Regions from separate parts of the Mus musculus genome. Here all the other regions are linked to region 1. A link is a contact called in public ChIA-PET and promoter capture Hi-C data. All regions are on one chromosome and are shown on one strand. The core of a region is the stretch at or near the end of the contact, and the rest is flanking DNA. Distances in the headings are between cores, read along the strand shown.

The links. Promoter capture Hi-C pulls out the DNA fragments that hold promoters and counts their contacts. ChIA-PET counts read pairs in DNA pulled down with a chosen protein or histone mark. Capture Hi-C pulls out chosen DNA fragments and counts their contacts.
Region 2: a contact with region 1 is called in an RNA polymerase II ChIA-PET map of memory CD8 T cells, with 63 read pairs. The contact joins the promoter of Ccdc69 here to the promoter of Rapgef6 in region 1. A contact is called at or near these places in 6 of 39 promoter capture datasets (the C10 cell line, the HPC-7 cell line, liver and 1 more) and 3 of 115 datasets of contacts at active chromatin or transcription factors (memory CD8 T cells, pro-B cells and regulatory T cells).
Region 3: a contact with region 1 is called in a promoter capture Hi-C map of liver, with 4 times the contacts expected there. The contact joins the promoter of G3bp1 here to the promoter of Rapgef6 in region 1. A contact is called at or near these places in 2 of 39 promoter capture datasets (liver and pre-B cells), 2 of 484 Hi-C or Micro-C datasets (embryonic stem cells and uterus), 2 of 115 datasets of contacts at active chromatin or transcription factors (astrocytes and memory CD8 T cells) and 1 of 9 other capture datasets (liver).
Region 4: a contact with region 1 is called in an RNA polymerase II ChIA-PET map of memory CD8 T cells, with 42 read pairs. The contact joins the promoter of Irf1 here to the promoter of Rapgef6 in region 1. A contact is called at or near these places in 1 of 39 promoter capture datasets (pre-B cells), 8 of 115 datasets of contacts at active chromatin or transcription factors (astrocytes, bone marrow-derived dendritic cells, effector CD8 T cells and 5 more) and 2 of 9 other capture datasets (adipose tissue and liver).
Region 5: a promoter capture Hi-C map of neutrophils shows a contact between it and region 1, with 3 times the contacts expected there. The contact joins the enhancer-like site here to the promoter of Rapgef6 in region 1. A contact is called at or near these places in 2 of 39 promoter capture datasets (neutrophils and pre-B cells), 2 of 115 datasets of contacts at active chromatin or transcription factors (large pre-B cells and memory CD8 T cells) and 1 of 9 other capture datasets (liver).
Region 6: a promoter capture Hi-C map of stem cell-derived epiblast-like cells shows a contact between it and region 1, with 2.9 times the contacts expected there. The contact joins the promoter of Sparc here to the promoter of Rapgef6 in region 1. A contact is called at or near these places in 3 of 39 promoter capture datasets (cranial neural crest, hippocampal neurons and stem cell-derived epiblast-like cells) and 1 of 115 datasets of contacts at active chromatin or transcription factors (pancreatic cancer cells).
Region 7: a promoter capture Hi-C map of hematopoietic stem and progenitor cells shows a contact between it and region 1, with 2.8 times the contacts expected there. The contact joins the enhancer-like site here to the promoter of Rapgef6 in region 1. A contact is called at or near these places in 6 of 39 promoter capture datasets (cranial neural crest, hematopoietic stem and progenitor cells, hippocampal neurons and 2 more) and 1 of 115 datasets of contacts at active chromatin or transcription factors (memory CD8 T cells).

The regions. Positions count from the first base shown.
Region 1 is chr11:54,521,502-54,524,957 of GRCm38.p6, forward strand. Rapgef6 (Rap guanine nucleotide exchange factor (GEF) 6) reads left to right here and starts at 1,344. Exons shown (of 29, transcript NM_001252494.1): 1 at 1,344-1,617. The coding sequence starts at 1,549.
Region 2 is chr11:55,076,393-55,079,721 of GRCm38.p6, forward strand. Ccdc69 (coiled-coil domain containing 69) reads right to left here and starts at 1,739. Exons shown (of 7, transcript NM_177471.4): 1 at 1,621-1,739. The coding sequence starts at 1,668.
Region 3 is chr11:55,467,800-55,471,142 of GRCm38.p6, forward strand. G3bp1 (GTPase activating protein (SH3 domain) binding protein 1) reads left to right here and starts at 1,953. Exons shown (of 12, transcript NM_013716.2): 1 at 1,953-2,002.
Region 4 is chr11:53,768,301-53,771,714 of GRCm38.p6, forward strand. It overlaps Irf1 (interferon regulatory factor 1), which reads left to right and starts at 1,714. Exons shown (of 10, transcript NM_008390.2): 1 at 1,714-1,978; 2 at 2,984-3,075. The coding sequence starts at 2,989.
Region 5 is chr11:55,111,614-55,114,873 of GRCm38.p6, forward strand. Gm2a (GM2 ganglioside activator protein) reads left to right here. Exons shown (of 4, transcript NM_010299.3): 4 at 1-1,416. Among named protein-coding and RNA genes, the nearest start is that of Gm2a, 15 kb to the left of the region's middle. Within about 2 kb of position 1,973, at least 123 of the 459 cell types and tissues checked have an H3K27ac peak or open chromatin away from gene starts, as enhancers often do. A contact at or near this core is called in neutrophils, where this site is marked.
Region 6 is chr11:55,418,756-55,422,344 of GRCm38.p6, forward strand. It overlaps Sparc (secreted acidic cysteine rich glycoprotein), which reads right to left and starts at 1,325. Exons shown (of 10, transcript NM_009242.5): 1 at 1,033-1,325.
Region 7 is chr11:53,850,308-53,853,660 of GRCm38.p6, forward strand. The region is part of intron 1 of Gm12216 (predicted gene 12216); the gene reads right to left. Among named protein-coding and RNA genes, the nearest start is that of Gm12216, 7.3 kb to the right of the region's middle. Within about 2 kb of position 1,729, at least 106 of the 459 cell types and tissues checked have an H3K27ac peak or open chromatin away from gene starts, as enhancers often do. A contact at or near this core is called in hematopoietic stem and progenitor cells and memory CD8 T cells, where this site is marked.

The sequences.
Region 1 (3,456 bases), core at 94-2,593:
CATGAGCACAGAGGTACATGCCACACACAATAGAAACATTAAAAAAAAAAAAACCTAAACAATAGGCTGCAGAGATGTCTCTGTGGTTTATGAGCAAGCAGTGCCCTCGGAGAGGGCCTGAGTTAAGTTCCCAGCACTCATGTCCATTGATTGACAGCTCCTGTTACTTCTGGCTCAATCTGGGGGCCAAAATAAACCTAGGGTTACTTTTATCATAACAGGAATAATAACAATCAGTTTTTGCAGCTTTTCTTGTTCCAAAGGACAAGTAACAAAACTGAAGCTGTCTTTATTTTGTTAGAGACTAGAATGTAAAATTCAATACAAAACGGAGTGGAGAGGTTTGCTCTGAGCACTGCTTAGGTTAAAGCAGCCCCCACCCACTCACTCTCACTGCCCAGATTTTAGTCAAGGTTGTTAGATTAGGATGGAGGCAAGTGGAAATAAAAGGGCAGATCTACCTCCACAGAAGTTCTGTCCTTTAATCAGAACAAGTGACACCAGTTTCTCCACGGGAGTGGAAGCTGCACAGGTGGTGCAGAGGGCCTGAAGTTCTATAGGACGGGAAAAAACCTCTGGGATATAAGATTTCACCTGCGGGTCGGTTCCCCTACAGTCTCAAAGTGCTAAATAAATACCAAGTTGGCATGCTGATCTTCTCAGAAGGCAAGGATTCTGACAGCCCACAGGTGTTATCTGTCAACTTTCGAATCAGGAGTTCCTTAGTCCACCTGAGGCTTTTTGGTCATTAAACCCTTTAAAGGAAAATCCTAAAATTCTGCACACAGAAGCCAAGACAATCTGGTGCACGCTAGACCAGCAGGCTACTCTGAACTATAGCTCTAGTCTTCAAAACGCTTTTTTCTTTCTCTCTTTTTTTTTCTTCTTCTTTTTTTTTTTTTTTTTGAGGCAGCTTTCACTATCGATTTCGTGGTTTGTTTTTGTTTTTTAAAGTCGCGTAGAATACGCCACAAGGTTGCGGTGGGCTAGGTGCGCGAGTACTGCCCCGAGATCCGTGGCTTGCGGAGCGGTGCGTGGGCTTCCCCGCTTGCTGAATGGCAGCCTCGATTTCCGCGGGGCCATAAGAGCCCCGCGGTTTCCGGACTCGAGCGCTAAACCAAAGCATCTTACCCACAGCTCTACCCGATAGTCTATTTTTGGCGACGCCCTCGTAGCATTTCCGGAACCTCAACCGGAAGCTGGGTATGCGGAAACTACAATCCTGTAACCGAGGCGGAGTCTCGCGAAGAAAAGCCAAGCCGCTCATTCTCCGCCCCCTCCACGCCCATCTCTCTACGTCACGGCCAGGCGGGCGTTAGTGTGCGCGTCGTGCGCATGCGCATGCGTTCTCGGCCAGTCTCGCCCCCGCGCAGGCGTCTTTCTGGCCAGTCGCGCGTGGGCTGAGGCCCTGGGCGGGCGTTGCGAAGACTTGTTTGCTTGAGTTTGGACCCTGCGACAGTTCTCATTTCCCTCCCGGTGGGGCTGGCGTACACCCGGAGCTGGAGAATGGGCAGCTAGACGCAGGCTAGGGAGCCTGTGGCTGCGGACATGAACTCGCCCGTGGACCCCGGCGCTCGGCAGGCACTGAGGAAGAAGCCGCCCGAGCGGACTCCTGAGGTAAGGCCGGGCACTGGCGAGCACTGCTCGGCCCCGACCTGGCCGTAGCCGCGCAGGGTGATGAGCACCTTTCCTGCCGCTTCCTGCCGGGGACTTCCTTGTACTTGTGATAAGAAAGCACCGTTACTGTTGACTGGCTTCTGAGTTTGTGTGTGCTCAGGTGGGCTGAAAAACAAGCTGGGAATAATGATGTGTAAGAGACAGTTCATACCATAGCCAGTGTGTGCTGTGCGTTCATCTCAGATACTGCACAATTGCCCCCAGAAGACAGGTTTCCAATGTCCGTATCAGACTCTGCGTCAGCCAGATAGTAGTAAGTCCCGTGGCGGGTGATGCGTGTCGAGTGGTTCCCTGGTGCTTTTTCAAACTTTCCGTGGGAAGTTTAAGATTATTTGTTAAGTTTTCTTGGTTTGAAGACGTTTCTATAATCTTAGTGGCTATGTGTATTATACCAAAATTAAAAAAAAAAAAAAGGAAAACCCAACAGCAATGTAAATGCAATGAGTCGTCTTGTTTGAAGTTGCAGTAACTGAAATGAAATGTTTTAATTTTTAGTCACGGGAGTTTCATACTTAGAGTTCTTTGCATAGAAAGTCTCAAACTTTGGGTAACACTCTGGGACATGACTTTGTTACAGCCATTATTGAAGTTGTGATGTGTCCAGCTTGCTTCCTGAAACCTTGATCTTTGCATAGTAACAAGGCACCTGCCCACCCCTTTCCAGGGGCTACTTTTTCCTACTTATAATTTATGAATCAGCTTTTCTGTGGTGATTACCATTGTAATGTGCATTTTAAGTTTTATTTACGAACATTATTTAGGTAATGAAGGAAAACCTTGTTTCTCTTCAGGTACCGAATTACTTAGTTTGAAATTGAGTCTTTTTAAGTAGAGGACGTTTTCTCAACTGTTGGGGAACTTATGCTTGGTCATGTGTGCTGTGTTGAGGACTTTTATCTTGTGTTACTGGAATAGCAACATTGTTGAAGGGAATATTAACTGCTTGGATTCATTGGCTGTATTTTTGAATGAGTGTAGAATTTAGGTTACTAATAAATCATTATCCAGAGTGCTAGTGATGCTTTATTTTGACAAAGAGTTCTATGAAATTCTCACAAGTTCGTTTCTGCTGTCAAAAGATTCTCGTAGTGGACTCCTAAGAGTCTGTTATAAATATATTAATTTGGTAATTATTCATTGCCAACCTGTTCAAGGCTCTATTTTGTACATTAGAAAATTTTAGTGGGCACAATAGACAGGTCCCTATAGTTCTTACATCCTGATGGATTAAGGAATTGAGAAGGTAGGTGATAAATATGCAACATGCTAGCTAATAATGGCTATTTCCAATAATAGGATAAGGAGAATTGGGGAAAGGGAAAATAAGCTATTTCCTAGGTAACTTGACTTGCTTGTTGAACGAAACTGGGTATCCCTGTGTAGCTCACAGCAACCTGGAACCATAACTTGTCGGCACTTTGCTTGTATGAAGATGGTAGTGACCCTCAAGGATCTGACTTGATGAACATTCTATTGATGCATACGAATGGGATTATGTGCAGAGTTTTATGAGGAAGAAAGCTTATGCAAATGGAGGAAATGGTCATTGCAAAGACCCTGTGATTAGAGTGTTCTGTTCATACATTCCAGGATTAACAGGGAACTCTTGAATAGTGGGCAATGAGCCAGAGTGGGTAGGAAGTCCTAGATAGTGCTGTAGGATAGGACACAGCATATAGGACTTTGTAAAATGTGAGGGTTGTTATTACTACTACTGCTACCACCACCACCACCACCACCACCACCACCACCACCACCACTACAACTACTTTTATCTGC
Region 2 (3,329 bases), core at 489-2,988, 560 kb after region 1:
GGTCCCCAGGACCTTCCTGGCACAGAACAGGAAGTGAAAATATTTAGGGAGTGTCATTATTGTGGTCTGACTCTTGTGACCTCCTGAACCTCTATTCTAGAGTTCTATCTCCCAGGGGTATTGGCAGACTGTGTAGATATACCGGGTGCTCACGACTTGACACCCGCATTGGAAATTAAGCAAAAAGCACCAACCAGGAGGGTTAGGAACAGGTGGGAACTTAGCCAAAAAGCAGCCCACTATCCAGCTCACAGGCACCGTGAGCAAAAGAACCCAACGAAGCTGCACAGGCCCAAGGCAGACATGGAGGCCCTTTGAGGCAGCAAAGGTGAAGGGCTTTGCAGTTATCAAGAAGCCCTTAGAAGCCAGGTATGGTAGCCCAGGCCTATAATTTCAACATTAGGGAGGCTAAGTAAAATTGAAAGTTTGGGGCCAATCTAGGCTACATATTGAGAGCTTGTCTAAAAAATCTGAACAAAAACATCCAGCCTGCTGTGGTGGGGAGGCTGGTAATCCCAGCATTGGAGAGGCAGGTGAATTAGCAGTGCAAGGCCAGCTTTGGCTACACATTAAGTTTAGGACAGCCTGGGCTACACCAGACCCTGTCTCCAAAAGTGGGGATGGGGAGAAAAATAAAACAATGAAAAGTTAGTCCAAGTGCAGGGGAGGGTTCAGAGAACACACACACACACACACACACACACACACACACATTGACAAAGTTAGGGGTAGATAAACAGAGGTAACAGGAAGACTAATGAGCTGAAGTTCCTTGCAAAATTAATCATTTTCACAGTGGGGACTGATGAAGTTCACGGGCTGTCCATCCCCACAAGGGGTGGAGAGACTGGCAGACAGGAAAAAACGACTAGGACTCTAGAGTGCCTGTTTCCTTCTCTGGGCCCCCGGCTGTCCTCAGTGGATTTGGCCCTGAATCTAGGCTCTGACCTCCTGACGTTTCTCAGACCTCAAGGGGCAGAAACCTGAGTCAGTCTCTTGGGCTCTAACCCAGCTTCAGGGCTCTGGGGCGGGAGGGACAGGAAGGAGGAGAGAGCTGCAGGAGACTACAAATCAACTCCCACTTTGGCTCCTCCCAGCTACCCTAAGGGCAGCCCACGCACCGCTCAGTTCCCGCAGGAAGCCCTGACCCGCTTCCTAGGCTCTAAAGGGTGCAGTGATCCCAGGCGAAACTCGTTAAGAGGCAGCCTGTGTCTAGCAGCCCTTGGGCAGACCAGGGAGTTGAGGTTTCCAACAGGTCTCAGGTGATGCTGGTGCTGTCCGGCTGTGGACCTATCAGAGATTGCCGGCCTTAGACCTTAGCTCAAGGCGCAGAGAGGTTAAGAACTCTGTCCTCTACTACACAGTGACAGCCCCACACTGAAGGCCACCTGCCACGGACACACCAGTCACCTCCCCGCGGGGACAGCAGGGTCAGCTGCAGTTTGTCTGGGACTGAGTGTGTTAACTCGGCTTCTGATTGCCGGGTCGGGCGGAGACAGAGCACCCCCACCCCCGCACCCCAATCTCCATGACTGCCCCCCCCACTGCTGTCCATCTGGTGTCCTCTGCTGTCCCTCTGAGCGCCCCCCAAGCAGACCTCCGTGTGCGGGCTCCCGGTACCTTCTCTGCGCGCTTGCCGCGGCTGTGCCGGCTTTGCCTGCAGCCCATCCTGCTTCGCGCGTCCCGCTGGCTGTGACTCTCAACCGCCCGGAGCTGCAGCCGCGCCGGCTGCGCGCCTTAAATGCCGGAAGAGCAGGGCCTGCGCGGGGCCCCGGCCGAGCCGGGGCCGGGCCAGGGCAGGTGCCAGCGGCGCTCCACGCCAGAAGTACCTGAGGCCGGGGCAGGAGAGATCCCCAGGAGCCACAGATGGTTCTCAGGACCCTCTGATGAGAAAGAGCTGAGAGGGAAAAGAACGAAAACAATTAAACCAGGCGTTGTGGCACACGTCTGTAATCCCAGTTCTGAGGAGGTGGAGGCAGGAGGATCACAAGTTCGAGGACAGTCTGATATATATAGGGGGTTTAAGACCAGGCAGGGCTACATGATAACCTGTCATACAAAGGGAACGGGGTTGGAGAGAGATCTTAGCAGTTAAGAGTATTTTTCTGCCCTTCCAGGGAACTATGGTTCAACTCCAGACACCCACATCGGGTGGCTCAAAGATGCCTGTCCGGCTCCAGCACATGGGCCTTTTAACCTCTGAAGGCACTGAGGGTGAGTGCCTATAGACCCAGCACTTAGGAGGCTGAGGCTGGAGTTTCAGGAAGAGGCTACAGAGTAAGTAAGAGCTTATCTCAAAAACAAAACTAACCAAGCAAGCAACCAAAAGAACAAGCCAGCTGCAGGCTCAGTGGGAAAGGCAGTTGCCTGTGATGCCGACTTGAGCTCCATCCCCAGGCCCCACTTGGTGGAAGGAGAAAAGGAACATGCATGCCAAGGCTCACACACTGCATTACCCATTCATAACTAAATCTACATTTCCTGAGCTGAAAAGGCCAATCAATTTGCAGTTCCAGGAGCCTGAGGCAAAAGGACAACCACAAGTTGGAGGTCAGTCTAGGCTACAGAGTGAGCCCTTGTCTCAAAAGAAAATGAATTAAAATTATCTCAGTGAGTAAAGGTGCTTGCTACTAAGCTGATGACCTAAATTCAATTCCCAGGAAAAAGAGAGCCAACTCCTGAAATTTGTCCTCTGATCTCCATATGTAGGCCATGTGCACACATGTGTGCACACACACTCACTCTCCCCTCTTCAATAAACAAATGAATAAATGAAATAAAAGTATACTTCAGAGAGGGACAATGCTGGTAGCAAGGCCCAGAGCCCAGGTCAAATGCTCCCCCAAACCTGGCTTTTGTAACACCCCTGCAAATAAATGACACCCACTTTCATTGTAAGCTTTCCACAAGGCTGGGCCAATAGCTTTCCCCAGCTCACAAGATCTGTGTGACATAGTCTTCTCTCCTCAGGACAGACACTGCAAGCTTGCCAGATGCAGTGGGAATGGGGACAATAGGGTCAGAATCTAGGACAAGAGACTCCTTTCTATCTTCTTGGAGTGCTCACTGGGAGCTGCACGTGGGAAGGCGATAACAGCTTTGAAAGTCAGCGCTCCAGAGTACTGGGCACAGGTTAGAAAATCCGTGTCAGGGTCACAAACTCTCTGAAAGTTGTATTGAAGAAAGAGACCCAGTGCAATGAATAACACATTCAAGGCAATGACCCTCCAAAGAGCAGAAAACAATATTGAGCTGGGCATGAGGGCTTATATTTGTAGTTCAAACAGCAAGAAAGCTGAAGCAGGGGGTCACTGTGAGTTCCAGGCAAG
Region 3 (3,343 bases), core at 703-3,202, 950 kb after region 1:
CCAGGATAGCCAGGGCTGTTTTTAAAAACAAACAAACAAGCCGGGCGTGGTGGTGCACGTCTTTAATCCCTGCACTCGGGAGGCAGAGGCAGGCAGATTTCTGAGTTTGAGGCCAGCCTGGTCTACAAAGTGAGTTCTAGGACATCCAGGGCTATACAGAGAAACCCTGTCTCGAAAAAACAAACAAACAAACCCAACCAACAAAGCCTCTACAGCTCCAAATTAAAGCCCACATTCCTTGGTTGGGCTAGCAATCCTACCAAGCGTTCCTAGAAGGAGGTTCCCACTGGAGGCTCAATGCTAGCTGCCTGTTGATAGGCTCTGACCCAGTGCTGGAGCACTGCACTGTCTCTTGGTTCCTGGCTTCCGGATTCCAGGTTCTGCCTGGCTGCCTTTTCCTTCCAGCCTGGGCTGGGCGAGCCCTTTCCCTTTGCACGTGGGAACTGTGCACGTGTTCCTTTTGGAAACTCGCTGTAACACTTTAACACCTGTATTTTCGGTATTTAAGAGGTTAGGGCAGGAGGATGGCGAGTTCGAGATCAGCCTAGGGTATGGTAAATCCAGCTCAGCATAGGCTACAAGGGGAGACCTTGCCTCGAAAAGCCCTGAAACAAAACAAATTAATGCGAGTTTAGCTTGCTTTCAGGATTTCATGTCACTCAGAATGGCCTTGGACTCGTGTAGCTCAGGATGGCCTGGAATTCTCCCTGCCTCCAGGGAACACAGACTAGTCTAGTTTGTGTTTAGCATTTGGATCACAGCTCTTAATATAAAATGCTCATGGTGGCCAGAAGGCTCACAAAACCCCCCCGAGTTGGGGTCAGCAGCAGACTGAGGTACTACTATTTGGACCCTGGAGCCTTTATGGGGGAACCTTAGGCGTGTCTGCCTAGGAGTTGGGTAAAGTTCCCATTTCAGTTTGAAAAGCATGTGACAATGGCTGGTGGTGACGCATCCTATAACTTTCGCCAGCCAGAGGGTGATCAAAGATGGGATGTTGTCTCTGCAATCACAAGATTGGAAAACCTGAAAACGTCCAGGAGCCACCCGGGCACGCCAGCTTGGAAGCCACCCGGGAACAAGAGCATTCCCAAACGCCAGGGAGGCTGCCTCGCGGTATGCTCTGGGGTGCCGACCAAGCCAGTTTCGCTGTCCTCGGTCGCCACTGCATTCGTGCTGAGTAATGCTAAGGGTCAGCAGCTCCTGCTCTTCCGAAATGCATGCAAAAAAAGTTTTGATGCGAAGAGAAAAAAACCAAACCAAAAAAACAAAACCCGGGAAACTGTTACTTAGATCCCGGGTACCAGAGTCGCCTGGGAAGGCGGGAGACCGGTCCTCGAGGACAGGATTCAACCTAAGAGGAAGAGAAAGGAAAGGGAACGGAAGACGCAGCTAGTCCATCCTCTTAACCGCTCCAGAGGGCACGGCGGCCCTGGGGCTGCCTTTGGAGAGGGCCATCCCTCCCTGTCAATCAGCTCCATTCGGTGTTGCGATTGGCTGGGGGCTTCCTTGCTCCCCGCCCGCGCCTACCTCCTAGTTGCATGGGGTTTACTTCCCCAAAGTACACGGGCCCCACCTTGTGGATCAACCGCTCCTGCCTGGACAGTGGGTTTCCGCCCAGAAAAAGAAATGTAAGCCAATGAGAACGGGTGCATGCAACTATTGGCTTGTCTGAGTGTCGCTCTCAGTGCATCCCGCCCTCATTTTTATAGACCATCTGAGTATTGGCGAGGTTTCGTGTCCATCTGGGCTCTAGCTCCTTCAGTTATAGGCAGATGCGGCAGCCACTCAGGAGCTCGGCCTCTAGACAAAGACGCTGTCCAATCATAGCCAAGGGGCGCGGTGGCGAGGCGGCCATTGGTCCCTGCATGCGACCGGGAGCAGCAGGTTCGGCTGAGCGCGGCTATATAGCGGGCGGCGGGCACGCGTGCCGCGGCATCGCGCGAGGGACGCCGCCACCTCCTCCCACGTAGCAGCCCTGTCCTCCCGCTCAGCCGCGCAGGTACTTGGGCCCGCGGGTGGGGCTGATCGGATGCGGGCCGGGCATGAGCCGAGCTGCGGCCGCGAGCGGGGCGCCCCGGGAGACCGCGCGGCGCGTCCCCACCCCCACCAACGGCCGGCGCGGCCTCCTGCCTGCGCTTTAGGGCCCGCGCGTGGTCCACCGCACCAACGGCGGGCGTCACGCGTCTGGCCGGCCCTGCGTGCTCCACGCGCATTCTCTGGCGCGCGCCGGCTCTTCCGGATGGTATAGCTGGGCCTGGACCCTAAGGAAGCCTTCGGATATGGGGATGGGGGTTGGGGGAGCCCAAGCTGAGAGCGTGATCGCGCCTCCCAGGGTTGCAGAACGGAGGCGCGCGACCCCGGGTTCAAGGGCTCAGTGGTGCAGAGACAGCCACGCCAAGACGTGATCTCTCCAATCCCCCCACTGTTTCCCCCTGCACTATGCCGAGAGTTCCCTTTTTTCCCGCCCTTCCCGGTCACCTGGGTGCAATCAGGTAGGTCCAGTCAACAGGAGAACGAGGTGGAATCAAGGCCCTCTGTAGGGAAAGGACAGGCATCTGTGCAGGCTACGTGGCTGTGGGACACCATCGGCCACTGAGCTCTTGAATCTGAGGTGCAAACCCCAGTATAAGAAGTCCCGTGGTGGCATCTGCGAGCCAGTGGGGGACTCCAGAGAAGAGATTAGGAGTGGGGTTTTGAATGACAAAGGAAGACTTAGCTTTCTTCGCACTTACATAGATAGATAGATGCGCCTCCAAGTTAGCTTCTGGGAAAAATAGAGAAAAATACAGTGAGTGTAATGTAATCGAGTGTGCCTCTCAGCAGGTCCGAAACGCACCTCGAGGTAACGGGAAATTCCCGCCAACAGGAAGTCAAACTCTGACATTAGATCTTGACTCTTCAAGACCCCTTTTTAACTTAGAATGTTTTAGTTGTGAATCAGAACAAACTTAGATTAAAAAAACCTTTGTTTGAGAAGGTCGTAAGTCCAAGGAAACAAAGTGTTTAAATTCTTACAAGAGTTGAAGTTAAAGTTTGAAATTGGATAGGACCGGCCCGGGCTTCAGTGCAGAGGTGGAGCACTTGGCATGGAATACAGGAAGCCCCGGGTTCAGTCACCAGAGCCACAAAAATAAGTCACATCTGAAATTGCTGGGGAGAGGATGGTGTCCAGTGTCCAGTTATTGTGCAGTGGGTCACAGTCACCGATTGGGTTTGTTGGCAAGCACAGCCATTAGGTCTCCTGCCGAACCATCGATGATCAACTGCCTTTTTTAAAAATTCTTACTGTGGAGCCCTTCCTGGCCTGGAATTCAAGAGGATCTCAGAATCTTCTCGGTGC
Region 4 (3,414 bases), core at 464-2,963, 750 kb before region 1:
CTCTATTGGGAAAAGGTGGAAATAACCTAAATGTCCTACAACAGGGTATTTATCTATCGGGTAAATTTTTATTTATCCTTATGACAGAAAACAGGTACCCATCACTAACAAGGCTGCATATGGACATTCCAGGACACAGGCTGACTTTCATTATGTATACCCACACAGTTATTTTGATGTAATTTGTAGTCTCTGGTTGCTTTCAGTAGGGTCTCTGTGGGCTTCAAGAGTTACAAAGTTTCTCTCCCTAATCTCATTTTGAATTTTCCATTGGCTGGTCAGAGTGTCTCCACAGAGCAAGTATACATCTGTTGCACAGAGAGCAGGTGTCAGATTCAGAGTCATGTGATCAGAAGGCCCTGGTCTCTAGTGATTCTCTTAATTTGCGACTTCAAATACCTCCGTATTTATTCTAGAGTCTCAATTCCTCCTTCCAAATCCTCCTGCCACCTTGAATCTCCTAGCTCGTCTATGAGGCAGTGACGTTACAGGTACAATCGTCCATTGATGTGTGTATTACAGCTTGCAACATTCAAACTGGGTGCTGTCCTAGACGGACAGCTAGGGTGAGGAAGGTGACACAAGAGAATGACACGGTAGAGGACTGATGTACTTGTGAGTCAGAAGCTGCGAGGAAGCGAATGAAGAAGCCTGAGGGGCCAGAGTTCGGAGATGGAACATGTATACACTAGCCCAGCCGCTAAGAGAAAGAACAAACTGGCAAGGTTTACTCGTGAACACCAGTTAACCCGCTGCCCTTGCCATCCCCTTGGGACCTGGGTCCCCCCTTAGCCACAATTTCCCTATGCTGCCCAGAACTTCTCCAGAGCCAGGCTTTGGGGACTCAGAAATGACTTCAAGACTATCAGAGAGGAACTCTCTCCCTAGGGCTACGTCGAGGATGGAGAGCTGAAGTAGGTGTCATAGAAGGAACCACGGCCACTTCGGAATTTTATCCACTTCTTTGGTGTTAGGTAGTCCCAAGGAATAAGGGTCGCCTTGGTCACCGCTAGCTAGAACCTCGTGTGGCACAGGAAAGCACACCCGCATCTTGTGCCCATGTAAGCAAACACATCATCTCTCCCCATAAGGACAAGGTGTTCCCCCATCACTTCAGACTAGCAAGTGAGCTATTGACATTTTATGGTTACGGAGTCCTTGAGTCCTTCAACGGCTGGCCCTGCAGAGTCCAGGCTGGGAGTTCCTACTGCCCCGTATTTCCAAGTTAGGCCTTCTGCCTCAATTTCCCAGAGCAGCCAAGTGGCAAGTAAGGCGGTACAGGGACATAATCTCTCCCTTCTTGACACTTCATTACCAGACTGATTTTGAGGGTGATTTAGTCCCGGGGACCCTTCTGGAGAGGGAATCAGGTGTTCTAGAGACATAGGGAGTTAGGTGTCTCCCGTGGAGAAGGGGAAGACCATCATAGGAGCCAGCAGGCTGGGAGTCTGCAGAAAGAGGGGGACGGTCTCGGCTTTCCAAGACAGGCAAGGGGGCAGGGGAGTGGAGTGGAGCAAGGGGCGGGCCCGCGGTAGCCCCGGGGCGGTGGCGCGGGCCCGAGGGGGTGGGGAGCACAGCTGCCTTGTACTTCCCCTTCGCCGCTTAGCTCTACAACAGCCTGATTTCCCCGAAATGATGAGGCCGAGTGGGCCAATGGGCGCGCAGGAGCGGCGCGGCGGGGGCGTGGCCGAGTCCGGGCCGGGGAATCCCGCTAAGTGTTTAGATTTCTTCGCGGCGCCGCGGACTCGCCAGTGCGCACCACTCCTTCGTCGAGGTAGGACGTGCTTTCACAGTCTAAGCCGAACCGAACCGAACCGAACCGAACCGAACCGGGCCGAGTTGCGCCGAGGTCAGCCGAGGTGGCCAGAGGGACCCCAGCATCTCGGGCATCTTTCGCTTCGTGCGCGCATCGCGTACCTACACCGCAACTCCGTGCCTCGCTCTCCGGCACCCTCTGCGAATCGCTCCTGCAGCAAAGGTGAGCTCGCCGGAGCTGCGCGGGCACCGACGGGTGCCGTGGAACAAAAGGCGCACGGGACACCAGGAAGTGGGGGCCAGAGACACCCTGGGTCGCGGTGGCGCGCTGGCTCGGGAGGGCGCTGCAAGCGGGCGGGAGGCGGGCCGCGGCGTGCACCGCCCTCTGGCCGCGCTCGGCGGTCTGCGTGCGCGGAGCCGCTGCGGGGCCTCTTGGTAGCCCAGAGTGGCCGTCGCGCGCACCCGCGAGCAGCGCCGGGGGACTCGGATGTCCGCCTGCGCGCACTTTTGGCGGTCGCAGCTTGGCTCCCAGCTCTTGCTTTCGGACGCGCAGTGTTCGGTGCAGAGGTTGGCTCGCTGCCTTGACTGGCTGGACCGGGTCGTGAACTACTGGGCTTTCGGGAGGAGGTGCCACAGGTGTTGCTTGCGCCACTTCTCTTAACAGCAGGGGAAACCAGGCCGGAAGGGGTTGCGCCCCAGCCTGTATGTTGTGGGCACTGGCTGTCAAGAGGGGACATAGACTGGATTGGAGTGGGTGGGTAGAAGTGCCCGAGATGGAGGTTGACTTGCTTGCTTGCACAGCCTGGAAGGTGCAGGGCTGGGGGTGACAAGCAAAAGTAGTCCCTTCCTTCTTCCAAAGATTGAATTTTGAGAGAAAAGTTCTGTCATTGAGATGTCTGTCTTTTGGCTTTTTTTTTTTTTTTGCACATATATCCTGCAACCATCCATCCATCCAGACTTGCTTGGTTGTTTATTCCTGAGACTGACTGGGAGAGACTGAAAAGAATGGGCAGGTGGCTTTGCCCATGATGCTGGAGAGTTTCATTCTACTTCAGGGTCCCTAATCTATGACCTGGGTACCTGGCTGATGGCAGGAGAGTGGGGGAGGGTAATGACCTGGGTGTGAGGACAGGAGAAGGTAATTGAGCGAGCGGCCTTGGGTGGAGCAGGGCAGTGCCCAGGGTTGTTTAACAGACTCCAAACACAGGCCTCTGTCTTTTCCCTCCAGCCACCATGCCAATCACTCGAATGCGGATGAGACCCTGGCTAGAGATGCAGATTAATTCCAACCAAATCCCAGGGCTGATCTGGATCAATAAAGTGAGTGTTATCCTGCGTATTCCTGCCACTGTTTAATGCATGTTCTCTTGGGGCGCCAAATTTCATGAGTGAACGTTAAGAGAGCAGGAAAATGTATTTCCCAGTGGGTGCTGCATGCCAGAACGTGCAAGGTCTGACTTCTGCCTCCTGCTTCTTCCTTCCTGAAGCTGTGGCCAGCTCACCCTCCTAGTGGTACAGTCCTCAGCACCAAAACTTCTCAGCTTCTGCAGAGCCTGGGTTCCTCTCTCTTCCAAGAGAAACACTGTATACATAAGTCTTACATGGCTCCAGTTGGATAGACAAGACAGACAGAAAAGCAGTCGATAGTGGTTAGGAACG
Region 5 (3,260 bases), core at 723-3,222, 590 kb after region 1:
CAAGGTGGTATAGGCTAGTCTGGAACTTAGCCCTCCCACTACTTGCTGGGATTGTATGCAATGCACCCCAAGTTCACAATCAGAACAGCACCTTACCAGCTCAGGAAATCTATATGTCATACTTGTTAAATGTGCCTTGTTGTCTCTTGTGGGTTGTGGGTAAGATTTGAGGTGACATCTCAGATCCATGAACAAAGAAGGATGGTGTGTTTTGAGGCCTAGAAAGAAGGAAATAAGGTCTTTGGGAGCGGGCACTTGAAGGTCTTGGCACACCATTCCTTTGTTTCTGCTTACTGCCCACAATGAGGTGAGCATGCCTGCATACATTCCACCATGATACCTTGCTTCTCAACCCTGTATATATCATCCCTCATGGTACTCGGTATACATCATCCTACAATGGAAACCAGTTTCCCAGTGCTGTATATATCAGCCTGCTATACTACTATGCTTTGCCATGTACCCTCCTGAAAACTAGGGTTAAGGGTGTGTGTCACCATGCCCAGTCTTGAGGGTGGGTTTTTTTTTAATGCTTAGTTTATTATTTGTGTGTGTGTGTGCCACCATTATATATAAATAATTTTTGAGACAGGTTCTCACTGTGTAGCCCTTACTGGCCTGGAACTCACTGTGTAGACCAAGATGACCCTGAACTCAGGGACCCACCTGCCTCTGGCTCCTGAGTGCTGGAATCAAAGGCGTGAACCTCCACATTAAGGGAATGGAGCAGACAACCTGAAGGGGTGTCTGATGATTAATCCCTGGTTAGTTTGAGTAACAGAAAAGATGACAATGCATTTGAGTCTTTTAAATAAGAACCCAGGATAGAGTCTACTGTGCACAGTGGAACCCCAAGGAAAAGAAGATAGAGAAAAAAGCCAGCAGCCTCAGGAGTAAATGTCACCCACTGACAAGAGTCTCATGTGGATGTTAAGCTGGGCATAAAATAGCACAAAAACCAAGTATCTGCACTGTTTAAGTCTTACCTAGCAGGGCGTGGTGGCTCACACCTGCAATCCCAGCCCTTATGAAGATTTTAAATTCAAGTTAGCCTGGGCTATAAAACTAACACTATAAAATGAGCAGTTACTGAAGGGTATGCGCCATTTCTCTGAGATGCTCTTAGTATGTCATCTCAATATAACTATGGTCAGATAATCCCAAGCAGCTCTTCAAGGTTGCCAAGGCCACGAATAATAAGGAATGATCTAGAAACAGCCACATGCATACCGGGAGAGAATACAGACACTGTCTGAGATCCTCATTTCAGATGTCGGATTAGACTAGCATTTCAGCTGTGTTGACGTGGGTGTGGCTGTGGAGGGTCTTAGCATTAATGACAGGTGATGTGACATTTGAGCTATTTCTGTCTTGCTTTAGAAGTTTTTCAAAATAAAAAGAGACTGTTTTGTGAAAGTTTCTGTTAATTTCTTTTACATTTATTTACTGTGTATGTGCGCAAAAGAGGAAAGAGTATTCAGGCACTTGTTCCATGGTGCATTTGTGGTCAGAGGATAACTTTGGGGAGGGAGTCAGTCTCTCCTACTGTGGCTTGGGAATTAAGCAGAGGCCAGTTTGGGTGGTAAGTACTTTTACCTACTGAGCCATTCCGATACCCATATCATTGAAAAATTATTTTTATTTAGCACACACTATTCACTTTTTGTTTTTCTTCTTTTTCTCTTCAAGACAGGGTTTCTCTGTGTTGCCCTGGCTGTCCTGTAACTTACTTTGTAGACTAGGCTGGCCATGAACTCACAGAAAACCACCTGCCTCTGCCTCCAGAGTGCTGGGGTTAAAGAGGAGTTTCACATTCTTCCTGCAATTATTCCATTACTTTGTTGTATCTTCAAACACAATTGGTTGATTCTTCCCCCTTCCCCGCCCCTTCCCTTTCGGTGCCTTTCCGTGTTCACATCACATGTAACTTACTGCCCTCCCCCACAGCACCCAGTTCTCCATTCTACAGTCCCCTTTTCTGTTTCATTCTCTGTACCCGCAGGACACACACAGAACCTTCTCAAGAGGAAGAAAGGCCATAGAGCTGAGCCTGCTCTTAAGTCACTTCAGCCTGGGAAGGAGATAGTACACAGATCTGTTTGCAACACCCAGGCTCTGGGGGAAGGAGGCAGCTGTCACAAGCTCTGAAGGGAGATTGGTCCGAATGGAATGCAGAACTGTACTCTCAGCACTGAGGTGTGGGGCGTTGGGCTATACACATACAGTCTGGTTTTCAGTCAAGTTGAGGTCTGAACCCTGGGACCTGGTGGTGATAATTCACCTACATGAGACCGAAGAAGTTCTCTCATGCTCCTGGAACCCTGGCTCCTGTCGAAGTTACCACCCCCTCAGCCCCCACAAGAGAAGCATGGCTAGAAGTCACGTAGGCAATAGCCCAAACTTCTGACCTTCAGGCTAAACTCCTCCCCAGTTACCTAGCAACAGTAAAGATACAGCATACCATAAGAGGGGCTGCTTGGCCTCACCTCGCTCTTACTCCTCCCTCCCCTCCCCTCCCCTCCCCTCCCCTCCCCTCCCCCCCCTCCCCTCTCTTCCTCTCCCTCTTACTCACTAGCCTTCTCTCTTCTTTCCCCCTTCTTTCCTCTTGGCCATGGCTGGCCTCTCTCTTTTACCTTCTCCCTTTCTCTGTGATCCTCTTGCTTCAGTTTCCTGAGTGCTGGGATTACAGCCATGTGCCACCATGCCTTAGAATGATAACTAATCAAAAAAGTCTTTGTAATCTTTGTGTTTGTGTGCTATGTGTGCAGGTAAGTATGGGCACATGTGCTACAGTGGATGTCTGGAGGTTAGAGGGCAACCTCAGGTGTTGGATGTCCTTGTGTTCCAGCTTGTTTGTGACAGAGTCTCTGTTGTTCAGCTCTGCATGTGCCAGACTAGCTGCCCCTGGACTTCCAGAATTCTGTCTCTGCTTCCCGACTGTCTGTAGGAGAATGGAGATTACAGACTCATGCGGTCATGCTTGGCTTTAAGTCATACTGGGGATTTAGACTCAGGTTATCAGGCTTGTGTGGCAAGTGCTTTTCCCATTGAAGCTTCTTCTCAGCCCTCTAAATATTAAAAAAGAAAATTTTAATTTAGTGTGTGTGTGTGTGTGTGTGTGTGTGTGCATGCCTGTGCCATAGGGGTTGTGTGGAGGTCAGAGGACAGCATCTGGAAATGGGTTCTCTCCTTCCACCATGTGAGTACTAGAGATTGAACTTGAGTCTTGAGTTGTCAGGTTCTGCAGCAGACCCTTTACC
Region 6 (3,589 bases), core at 75-2,574, 900 kb after region 1:
GGCTACACTCAGGGGAGATGGCTATGTGAGATCGCCCACAAATTGCCTAAAGCTTGTTACCTCATGTAGGGTCCGCATCTCACTCCACTCCCTACACTAGGAAGGTTCTAGAAACTTAAAAGAGTTGTCAGTGGAGACACTCCCTCCCTGCAGGTGTGCTGTCTGTCCCTGAGGCAGATGCCTGATACCTGTTTGTCCCCCTTAGGTGAGGCTTATTTCCAGCCATTCTAGGAGTCACAGGAAGTTTACAGAACAGCTTGGAGCAGACAAGCTTTCAACAGGCTGAGTCTTGGATAGATTCAGTAGTAGCAAGAAAAGTGTCCTGGAGCTATATCTCTCTGTCTCCCTCCTCCCCATCACACCCTCCTCCCTGTCGTCTCTGGATTGTATCAAATTGTTGGCTTTCTCAGATGTCTAGATACGGTAGAAGCAATGTTAATGCCAGTGATGACCACCTCTCAGAATTAGGCTGGGAACAATGGCAACCCCAGGCTGGGAGAGACAATGGCATTTCAGACTGACTGAAATGCCACGGGGTGATGGGGTGGGGGTGGACAGAGATTGAAGGGACCAGAGCCTTCCCAGAGGAACTGACTAAAGGGAATGTCTTGCCTTGGCTGTTTACAGATCTGTTTATCCTTCTTGCAAAGTCCCATTTGGACAACAGTGCTCTGACCCAGAACTGGATGTCTGTTCTCCCAGAATAGGAAGCCAGACCCAACAGGCTGCCAGCCAGATTTTCTCTGGGTTGGCAGTCATGATGGGCAAATGAGGATCGGATTCTCAGAAAAGGAGGCAGCTGCCTCCGAGGGTGACAGAGGACAGACCAGTAGCCTCTGCCACCAGAGAACACAGAGAAAGCGGTCCCCGCAAACCATGGCTATTTTCTGCAGTGCTACAGAGACAACAAGTTCCCCTGTGAGTGAGCAACAGGTTTCCAGCTCACCTCCCCCTGAGACTGGTCATGGGGATGGGGCAGAGAGGAGATGATGAAGCTTACAGAAGGGCAGGGGCTGACAGGGAGGTGCATACCTCGGCACAGGCAGGCAGGCAGGCAGGCAGGCAGGCAGGCGGCAGAAGAGTTCTGGCGGTCTGAAGGGCTGCAGGAATGTGGAGGGGTTTAGAGGCGAGCAGCAGGAAGCCTCTTGGAGCTCTGGGCAGGGTCTGTCTCACCCTCCGCCTCCACTCAAAGGCCCTCCTCCTCCTCTGTCTCCTCCTTCCCCTGGCCTGCCTCCCCCTTCTCCCCAGAACCAAAGCTGTCTTTTCTTTCTCCCTTCCTTGCCTTGTGGTAGGCTGTGTGCTACCCAGACACCCTGGCCCCACCTGTCTCATCTGTTCTGGGGCTCCTGCCTAAACAGACATGAGGGTCAGGGCTGGAACAGCTGCTGGAATCACCTAGAACAGGCCAGGCCTTGTTCAGAGCCGAGGCTGCTGACTGAAGAGTCCTAGACATTAACCGAGAGAAGAGAGAGAGAGAGAGAGTCACAGAGGCACGGCTAAGCCCCTTGTCCTACTTTACACACAGCCAGCGAGTGAACTTGCCTGAGCACTCTCTTGGGCTTAGCAATGTACAGCAAGGCAGAGAGTGCACGCTGGCATGGCAGTGGGGGAGCAAAAGTACCCAGTTTTCTCAGTGCCAACAAAACAAGCTGCCACTGGTGATACTGGTGGCATCATCCTTGATAACGAGGCGAAGTCCCCTCTAGGTCTAGTGGCACCAACCACGGGTACGTGAAGGATTAGAACTAAGCTGGAAGACTTGCGCTGTCAGTACCTGACAAACTCAGAGCAATAATACTGATAGTCAGATCAGAAGCAATAGCAGGGTTGGTGGGGAAGCCACAGGCCTTTCATTTAGGTGTTGTTTGGTTTTGGAAGAGGTCGCACGTAGCCTGGGCTGACCACTCACTATGTAGCTGAGGATGACCTTGAACTATTGATCTTCCTACTTCTATCTACTTCCAGGGTGCTAGGATTACATGTGTGTGCTACCTACCATGACTATTTTATTTAGTGCTGAGGATTGACCTCGGGGCCGGGGGGGGGGCAGGGGGGGGTGTTAATGATTGTTAAGCAAGCATGCTACCAATGAAGCTGCATTTGCAGCCCAGACAGACACACCAGAAGAGGACATCGGACCCCATTACAGATGGTTGTGTGCCACCATGTGGTCGCTGGGAATTGAACTCAGGACCTCTGGAAGAGCAGTCAGTGCTCTTACCCGCTGAGCCATCTCTCCGGTCCCAAGAGGCCATTTTAATAACAGGGGCACAGGCTCACGCAGGGCAAACAGCTTACCCAGTAACACCTGACCAAAAGTGGTCTGAGAACGCTGAGTCTACATTTCAGCCCCACTCTTCTTTGGGGAACATGGACACTCCTCATCTATGCAGCAGCTCTTGACTGAACATTTTGGGCCTGCCTACCTGGGGAGGTACCAGAATAGACGTGGTGGCAGGAGTTTGGGGTGTGGCTAAAGGGATGCACCTCATGTGCAGAACCACTTCCTCAGTGATGCAGACCCCAAGGCTTCTCCCAGGGGGTCAGATCAGCAGAAACTTCCTGAAAGCGTAGATATCGAAGCAGCCATTGAGTTTGGATAACAGGGGACTGGAGAAGGTAAAAGAACAGTCTAGAGATAAGCTTATACACACCAGGATCCCTGCCTTCCCTGCCACGCCCTCATCTACCACACTCCTCCTGCTCTCCAGCCAAAGCAGTTTGGACTGGACCTTTCCTGAGCCTGGACCTTTCTCATCCTTCAGAACTCTATTCTAATGTCACCTCCTTAGATAAGCCCTCCTTGTCCACTCAACATATAAGTCTCCTTGCCTCTCTCACAGGAAGTAGACACCTCAACATCATCTCCCTCCCTCCCATACCGTATAGCACCATCTGCTGCCTTCCCTTGACAAGCAGCCCAGGAAAATGGGGGCTTTCATGCATCTGTCCGAAAGGTTTTTAGTTAGTTTTGCTTTGTTTGTAATCAGTGAGTGGCCTTCCACTATCCCGCCTGAAGAAAACAGAAGGGACTCTTTTCTTAGGGTTCCAGTCTGGGACAGAGACCCTCAGACCTCCTGAGTACCCGCACATTTTTCTGCAGAGAAGAGTTATGGCTTCCTTCAGGTTCTCTCTCCAAAGGGCCTGTGAAGAATCCTAAGGAGACTTTTGCACCTACATAAGACTCCTGAGTCTTCTCCTTGATCCAACAACTGGGAGCTTTAGGCCACCAAATTTGGGGTTCCAATAGACTCCCTAAGCATCTGCTCTGCCCATAGGACCGATGTCTATTTCCACAGGATTGCTTACTGCAGCTCTGGGCATTGAGGAGACTTAAATTAACTGAAGCCTCGTGCTTCAAACTAAGCAAAAAGAACTATACCTAGTACAGACTTTGGGTCATACCAAAGTTAGACCAAAGATAGAACAAGTTCACTTGGAGTGCAAGAGTTGGAAACCTGTTTGGGGCTGGGGATGCAGTTTGTGGGAATGCTACTGACGGTTCCTGGGAGGACAGAGATCCAGAATCTCACCGGCCAGCCAGGTGGCTCAGCAGGTAAAGATGCTTGTCACCAAGCATGAGAAGCTG
Region 7 (3,353 bases), core at 479-2,978, 670 kb before region 1:
GTGGACCAGGCTGGCCTCAAACCCACAGAGATCTGGATGTCTCTGCCTCCAGAGATTAAAAGGCACAGGCCACCACACCTAGCTGCTGTTTAAATTTTATTTTTTAGACCTTGATATCAAAGCTGGCCTGAAACCTGTGATCCCCCTGCCTCATCCTACGAAGTGCTGAGACTGGGGGTAAGTGCCGCAACATCTGGCAAGTATAAACATTAAAAAAATATTACATGTATGTATTCGTCGACTTGGGAGGGGAGTGTGTGTGTTGGCATGTATGCTCTACAGCGTGTGTGTGGAAGTCAGAGGACAACTTTCAGGAATTTGGTCTTTCCTTCTACTCTGTGGGTCTTGGGGATTGAACTCAGATTATCAGGGTAGAAGAGAAGTGCCTTTACCCCACTGAGCAAGCTTGCCAGTCCCATCCAATTTTTCTTTCTTTTATTTTTCTCCCCCTAACCCCAAGATAAGTCTTTCTACATAGCCTGGCTATCACAGAACTCACTGTATAGACCAGGCTGGCCTCCAACTCAGAGATCTACCTGCCTTAGCCCTCCAAGAGCTAAGATTAACACACCAACCCACAGACATTTCTTAATGACAGCAGCTAACCCACACGCAGCTGTAGACCACATGCTTGGCTTTTATTCATTTATTGAATCCTCAGAGCAACAGGTGAATGTTTTTTAAAAGGTCTCCACCAGTCAGCCTAATGTCAAAATTAGGCTGGGTGATTAAAATGAAGAATGGGGATATCAGCTGATTTCAAAGAGGTTGGTGAGAAATGGAAACCTGGAGATGCTGAGTACCCTGGAGGCTGTTCCCACATCTTCACGAATACAGCACCGCCCTGGTATTTGGGGTGAGAGATGCATACACACAAGATAAATTTCTCCTCTCAGGGCTTCCACTCTACTACTAGAGGTAACACAGGAAAGATGGTAAATGCGGAGCAGGAGCTACACAATGGCTCAGTGGGTAAGTACCTGCACAGGAGCAAGCAAGCAAGCAAGCAAGCAAGCAAGCAAGCAAGCAAACAAGCAAGCATCAAGACCTGAGTTCGATTCCCCAGAACTCATGTAAAGCCAGGTGCAGTGGTGCATGCATCTATACTCCAAACGCTCCTATGGGGAAGCAGGAGATGAGACAGGAGAATCACCAGAAGCTCACAGGCCACTTAGCCAGGAGGGCACAGCACAGAGGCAACCAACCCAGACTCTGCTTCCAGCAAAGTGGAAGGTGAGGACCATAGGCTGAACTTGTCCTTTGATCTTCACACATTCACCATGCCTTGTATATGCACACACACACACACACACACACACACACACATCCATAATACACATGTGCACATGCACACTCACAGACACACATGCTGAGCACGAGCAAAGTATAGGCGGTAGAAAACGAGATCAACAAACAAATCTCGTGTATATTCCTTTGTCTTCAAGAGCTCCCTGACCATGTCAGGTTTTGCTTGCAACTGCATGTCGGGCACCTGCTAGGGATACAATCATAGGCAAGCTTTAGCCAGGCTCTTAGCTCCTATGGAGTCTTTACATAGTAACTGTGGTCCCTGCCGCCTAGAGTGTTACCACAGGAATATTTGCTACTCTCTGTAGAGTGAGGACATCTTGGGTGGGGTGGAGACCTGCAGTAGGGAGCATGCTCTGTGTACAGGTTAGGTCACAGACAGGAAGCGGTGTGGAGGCAGCAGGCGGCTAAGAAGGGGCGTGGCCAGCCTTTCAGTGCACTTGATGCCAAACAGTCGTATCCTCTGTGAACCACAGCAACTCTCAGGGTCCTGGGCAGAGAGGAATAATGTGCTCAGATGTGTGTTTTTAAAAGATTATGCTAGGTAGTGAGTTGAAAGGCAATCATCTCTCCAATGATGTGGATGTCTGAATTCCTGAGACTGTCATATGCTCCTGCACACAGACAAGGGGGTGATGCAGATGTGAGTGAGTGTCTTGAGAAGGAGAGAGCATTCAGGTGAATGTATTAATCACAGTTCCTCCTTAGGGGTTCCTGAAAGAATTCGATACTGCCAGACTCTTCCAGAACCCTTAAATAATGACTGTGTTATTTTAAGCCACCGAGTGGTGTGTGCATGAGCAAATGACAGAGGACAATTTGTGGAATTTGCTTCTCTCTCTTATGTGCGATCGAACTCAGGTCCTAAGACCTGGATAGCAGCAGTGGGAGATGATGAGGCTGTGTGTCAGAGAGCAGCCTTCGCTTCAGTGAAGAGCCAGCTCTAGTACCCGGAAAAGACTGGGAGATGATTAGGAAGGCTGCTTCCCTGCAATGTGCCCCCTGCTCCAGTCCCCTTGCTGCATGCAGGGTCACAGGGGCCTAACTGGATTCTAAGAGCATAAAGAGACCAAGGCCTGCCTGCAGATGGCAAATCTGGCAGACTTAGGGGCAGGGGAAAGTTCACTCTGTGTGTGTGTGTGTCTATGTATGTATGTGTGTTAATATATAAAAATGGTTTGTTTGCAAATGGTATGTGTATGCCTGGTGCAGGTGGAGGCCAGAAAACAAAGCACTAGAGCCCCTGGAACAGGAGTGATGGAACCATGAGCCACCATGTGGGTACTGGGAATTGAGCCTGGCTCCTCTGAAGAACAGCCAGTGCTCTTAACCACTGAGCCATCCCTCAAACTCTCAAGTTTTTGTTGTTGTTTGTTTTTAAATTTTACATGTATGTATGGATGTTTGCCTACATGTAGGTCTGTATAGCACATGTATACAGTGCCCATGGAGGCCAAAGGAAGACACTGATCCCCTGGAACTAGAGCTACAGACAGTGGTTTGCTACCATATGGGTGCTGGGAATTGAACCTCTAGAAGAGGAGCCGTAACTCCTGAGCCATATCTCCATCACACTGGTTCTTGAAACAAGGTCTCATGTTTCTCAGGCTGGCTTCAAACTCAAGTAACCAAGCATGATCTTGATCTTCCTGCTTCTGCCTCCCAAGCTGGGGGATTAGAGGGGCTTGCTATCACACTTTTTAATTTTTAGATTTGCCTATCTCTGCATGTTCATGTGATGGGGTGCACGCAGAGGCCAGAAGAGGGGACTAGGGACCCACCTTTATCATTTTCTGTCTATTCCTTTGAGGCAGAGTATCTGCCTGAAACTGGAGCTGCGAAGCTCAGGGATCCTTCTGTCTCCAGTGCCCTCAAAGCTAAGTTTCAAGTAGGCATGGGACACCTAGCATGTGGTGTGGGTGCTGAGATTTAAGCTGCAATGCTCATAATTGCATAGCATGTACTCTTAATGACTGAGCTGTGGCTCCAGCATCCCTCCCTCCAAATCCCTGGGTTTGTGCAGTGGAGGGGATGATGGAACATCA